Linked DNA regions of Mus musculus: region 2 is linked to region 1. A link is a contact called in public Hi-C data. All regions are on one chromosome and are shown on one strand. The core of a region is the stretch at or near the end of the contact, and the rest is flanking DNA. Distances in the headings are between cores, read along the strand shown. Region 1 overlaps Ptprd (protein tyrosine phosphatase, receptor type, D). Region 2 has its middle 24 kb from the start of Gm42304.

The links. A called contact is a pair of places that touch in the nucleus more often than the background predicts.
Region 2: a contact with region 1 is called in a Hi-C map of cortical neurons, with 5 times the contacts expected there. The contact joins two enhancer-like sites. A contact is called at or near these places in 1 of 39 promoter capture datasets (hippocampal neurons), 36 of 484 Hi-C or Micro-C datasets (the HPC-7 cell line, adipose-derived mesenchymal stem cells, cardiomyocytes and 18 more) and 3 of 115 datasets of contacts at active chromatin or transcription factors (PVALB interneurons, astrocytes and stem cell-derived neural progenitor cells).

The regions. Positions count from the first base shown.
Region 1 is chr4:77,646,296-77,648,960 of GRCm38.p6, forward strand. The region is part of intron 2 of Ptprd (protein tyrosine phosphatase, receptor type, D); the gene reads right to left. Among named protein-coding and RNA genes, the nearest start is that of Gm38646, 340 kb to the left of the region's middle. Within about 2 kb of position 1,371, at least 9 of the 459 cell types and tissues checked have an H3K27ac peak or open chromatin away from gene starts, as enhancers often do. A contact at or near this core is called in cortical neurons, where this site is marked.
Region 2 is chr4:80,762,904-80,765,568 of GRCm38.p6, forward strand. No RefSeq gene overlaps it. Among named protein-coding and RNA genes, the nearest start is that of Gm42304, 24 kb to the left of the region's middle. Within about 2 kb of position 1,323, at least 7 of the 459 cell types and tissues checked have an H3K27ac peak or open chromatin away from gene starts, as enhancers often do. A contact at or near this core is called in cortical neurons, where this site is marked.

The sequences.
Region 1 (2,665 bases), core at 121-2,620:
CCACCCCATATCCTAATAACTGCATGCTTTCTCAGCAGAACTGCCAACCTATCTTCATTTCGGATGGTTCCCATCACAGTCAGGTAGAGTTCCCAGTTTCCAAGTGAAGCATTAGCTGCCTGCAAGCTGTGTATTATCTCTACACTTAAATCTCGCCTTCTATTCGTTGATACAAAGAACATAAAAGCTTTCCTGTGAGGGAGACCATTGACATATATATTTTTTTCGACTGTATTTTCTACTAAGTTGCTGTGTTCTGGCTTTTGACCTTTGTTTTACATTCCTTTTAGCCTCAGCCCTCTTGTTCTTTGAGCTGTTTATTTTGAATTTCTGGTCTTTCTTCTTATGCTCTTACAATTTTCATGCTCCTAGCCAAAAAGAACTCTTGATCCTGCAGTCTCTGACAGGTCGAGTCAGTGTTCTGCTCCTTGCTAGTTAGCAACATTAGATATAAAGATGTTTCGGCTATCTTCTCATGCCACCTTGACCTGTGGGTCCAGCCTTCTCTTTAGGCAAGATGCACTTGGTCCACCTTTATTCTTGCTTGTCTCTTCATTGATTCTGCTTTGTTTCCATTTTAATTTCATAGGTCAAGTCTAGTATTGGTTCCCAACTGATATGCATCATCTTCTTCATTAATCCTCACCATTAAATATCACTGAAAGCATGTGGAAAAAATTTTCAATAGGAGGGCAGGAATTAGACCATCAAAATTTATATTGGCAAGGAAGGAGTTTCTGAAAATCTTCATTTCATGTATGCAACTCTCTTATACCTCAGATCTTTGTACTTAGGGGCAAAAGAGCCTACATTAATTGTCACATCTCCTGCAAGTAAGTTCTGTTTCCAAGAGTTCCTTTCACTTAAAGGCCAACAGATTACATTAAAGGAAACCTCTTCAACCTGATTTTTAATGGGAATCAATATAAGTAAAGAACAACAAAGAACCAGCAATTTGATGGAGAGATGATCAGCTGGGATAGTTTTGAGTGATCACAGAGATGTTCCATGAGTTTAAAGGGCAGCTGTGGGCTCTGACCATGGACAGCATACGCAAGAACAAGTCTGAGAACAAGTTTGAAGAACATATAAAAGTAGCATGGTAGACATAAGAAAAGTAAAGATCTGTAGAGAAAGTGGTGATGTCATTGGCAAGCACAGAGTCACATCACACTACTCCCCCAGGTGTGTGGGGAGCACCATGGAACAGAGGCCTGGGAGGCCTCTGTGCAATCACCTAGTATGGCCTCCTCCTTTTTCCTGGGTTTTAAGAATACATCATGTTTTTCCTGCCTCCTGTACCCCATACTTAGAAAGTTTGGCTCTGCATGTTCAACACTTTCAGAAATAGTTGCTGCCTTAGAACAGTCTGAACTGGATTAAAAGAAGACTGCTTCCCTGGGGGAAGAGGAATGACAAAAGCAAAGTTGCTGCCCTACATGGGAGCTCAGCGCATGCTTCGCATCTGCTCTGCTTTCCACATTTAGTCGGGCTCTTCCCTTTTGTAATATGCCAGATGACGTAATGCTGCAGAAACTTCAGGGTCAATGCTAACATTTTTATAAGAAAAACATTTTAAAGTGAAGAACTAGCAACTTTACAGTGTTCTGGGGCCACTCTGTGTTTTCACAGTAAGTCTGTAGCTCTAGAGAGATCCCCAAGATACTATTAATAAGGTGGGGAGAACCTACATCATGTACGGTAGATTTTATATAAAGTCTCTTTATCCCTCCCCCCCTCTCTCTCCCCTCTGGTGTGTGTGTGTGTGTGTGTGTGTGTGTGTGTGTGTGTGTGTGTGTGTGTGTATGTGTGAATATGTCTAGTATTGCTACTTGTAAACACTCTAGCAACAACTTCATACTTTAGGGCGGGGGCTTTTACAGCAAGCCTGTGTATTTACTTAAAGTGGCACAATATTTACACTTAAGGATCCCTCTGGAGTGAAGCAGTTAGTCACGCTTCATCTGCTTGTGCATGACTTTTCTCAAAGGCAGTCCTTTCTTTTGGCACTAACACAGTTAGATTGTAGCCCCCATGACAACACATCTTCTGTGCTTATTGGCTTTTTTAATATACTATAACTGCAAGGAATTGACCCATTATATCTTAAGAAATGTATCTCTTGCAAAGGCCCAGAGAAAGTTTGAGAAGATTGTAGCATGAGCTGGTGCCCTCTGAAGGAGGGTAAAGGTTGGAAGAGAAGCAAATTATGCCACATCTGAGAACACTGGAAAGTTTGGGAACATTAAAGATCCATATGATCTGAAGGAAAAAAAAAAAACACGGTGCCATCATACTATAAAATCTAAGTGTCATTATACAGTAAACCAAGCAAGAAGCAAATGTTCTAGTAACTAATGTTCTAAATAAGGAAATAATAGAATGGTGATGTAAGAAAACACAACAAAATAAATTAACACCAAAGAAGCCTCTTACTGTATATTCTTGACAGAATTTTGTTGTGCCTTTCATTTTAATGATATTAAAGCTTCCATAGTAGCGAAGCTAAAGCTTTGGGGCTCCACAAATAGTGAAATACGGAAGAAAGATACTCTATATAGGCCTTAATTAGAAAATCACAGAAAGTAAAATACTAATTTTGTATTTAAACTCTGTGTAAAAGAAATGTTCAGGCAATGCTTCTTTTTCATAATTATTAAAGCTT
Region 2 (2,665 bases), core at 73-2,572, 3.1 Mb after region 1:
CAGGGGGATATACCCAGGTGGCTTTCACCTGCTCTGAGCAGAAAGGTGGGGTGGGCTGGGGAGAGAATTGTGGGAGAAGGTGACCAGAAGTGGGGCAGTGACAAGATGTAAGGTGAATACGTTAAAAACACACAAGCACTATTTAAAAAAGAAAGAGTATTGCTTACTAAATTTATTTTAATGGCTTGCTCAGCCTCCTTTGCTGTTTTTTGAAGGCCCTCCTGCCTGGGGTTGATGCTGCCCACAGTGGGCTTGCTATCCCACACCAATCCTCTTCAAGGAAATGTTTCACAGAGGTGCCTACATATGAGTCTGAAAGGAGCAATTCTCTAGTTCAGGGTACTTCTTTCCCACAGAATCCAATCGTCATGTTCTATCACTATATTACTGGGAGGACTCGCTGTGGTCTATGTAACTCTTTAAAAGCACATATATGAAACATACACTGAAACTGAGTGGCCAGGGATGATTTTAATCATGTTCTATCATTCTATTTTTCTTTCTTAGGCTGGAGAGATGGCTCAGTGGTTAAAAGCACCGACTGCTCTTCTGAAGGTCCTGAGTTCAAATCCCAGCAACCGCATGGTGTCTCACAACCATCTATAATGAGATCTCATGCCCTCTATTTTTCTTTCTTATTAGTTCTGAGAGGGGCAATATTTCTAAAAAGACTAACCTAGTCCTCCAGCATTGCTTGTCATTTCATAAATTCTAATGCTCAGGCACACTTCAAGTAAAGACAAACCATCCTACATAATGAAAAGAGGATAGAAAGAAAGCTCAGCATCAGACCATGTGCTCAGCAGATAAATGCAAGGTCTCTGAGTGCTGGCTCTTGCTATCGGAAGAAAACCAGATAAACATCAACAACAAAAAGAAGTCCTTGGATGGCTTTGTAGCAACGATGCAGTGACAGACATCAGCATCTCTTAGTGTTGACATAGAATGTCAACTTGAACCACAAAAATAAACACAAAATAGCTCATTTTGTAGTTGTTTGCCTGATTTCACTTTTTTTTTTTTCGTTCCTGATATAATTAGAAAAACTGTAATTGGAAAAAAAAAGAATCTTGAAAGCCTTATAGAACACACAGAGATTAATTAAGCACTGATTTCCACCTGCCAAGGGGCAGTCTCAGCTTGGAGAGGGGTTCTGGGAGAAGGGGTTACCTGGGAGCAGTGAAAAGAAATGGCTCAAAGTCAAATCGTAGGTATAAGCCAGTGGCCTATGCTCTACACAAGACAGTTTTCTATCTACTGTCTTTGTGTTCTGTTTTCTCTGTAGATCTCCAGACTGCTTTCTCTATGTTCTGCTTGTGGCAGGTCTCCAAGCAGATCTTTCTTTCTATTCTAAAATAAAAGTCTCTGGGTGCCTCATCGCTTACATATCATAAGCCCAGTCTTGTATTTTAAATATCAATCCAGTCATTTGCTCCAGCTTCCCCTTTGATTGTGCTATGCATCCGCATGCCCTGATCCCAGCCTCTTCATTCTGAGGAGAAAGAAAGCACATGCTTAGACAATGTGATACTTGGGTGGGGCACTGCCCTGGAATCACCTTTCCAACCATGCTTGGACCTAAATTCACTCTGACCCAGGCTGACCTTAAACTGAGGAATCTGCCTGTATTTGTATATTGCTGTCTTTGTATCTTTCTGACAAGCTGGCTCATAGTGTAGCTGCCTCTGTTCCTTTAAATCTGCAAAGCCTCTCGTGTAATTCATATTTCAACCTTATATTTTGCATAGTTGAGAAGTTATATATTTTTGAATTCATGTTTTTAGAGTTCTTTTCCACAGCCTTAAGGGCTGACCTGAATGTCCTAGTGTTTACCATTTTTACTGAGACATTAGCCATGCCTTTGCCTACCAGACTTGTACAGTCTCTGATTATCAAGTAATCATTAATGCTAATAGAAAAGACATTCCTTGGAGGAGAAACATAAAACTATGGACAGTAAATATATAAACATGCCCTGTGCCCACAAAAGCTAATGACACTGGAGGCCCATGCCCTGTTGGCCCTTTTCCAGTGGCAGGAACCATGGCTGCCCATATCAAATCCAAGCTAGTCCCATCACCCACCTTATTTTTTTCCTCTGCCCATCATCATTGCCAGTGACACTTGGAAGTAAGTTTCTCAGGGATTAGAGATCATTAATGAGACGTACCTTAGTCAATATGATCATTACTGATTTTGCAGCAGATCCAGGTCTTGTTTCTAGCACCCACATCAGGTGGCTCACCAAGTCTGTAACTCTAGGAATCAGCGGTCCTCTAGCCCAGTGGTTCTCAACCTTCCTAATTCTGAGACCCTTGAATACAGCCCTCATGCTGTGCTGACCTCCAACCACAAAATTATTTTGTTGCTACTTCTTGACTGTAATTTTGCTACTATTATGAATCACGGTGTAAATATCTGGGTTTTCTGATGGTCTTAGGTTTCTCCTGTGAAAGGGTTGGTTGACCTCCAAAGAGGTTTTGACCTACAGATTGATAACCACTTCTGTAGTCTCTGTGGGAATCTACATACACCTGAACATACATGGGACACGTGAACTCTTGTGGCCTACACATAAGTAATAAATAGTACATAATACTATTGTTAAATAAGTCTACAAACCTTACTTAGGTGACATGACCAGATGGTCCTACTTTTATTCTTT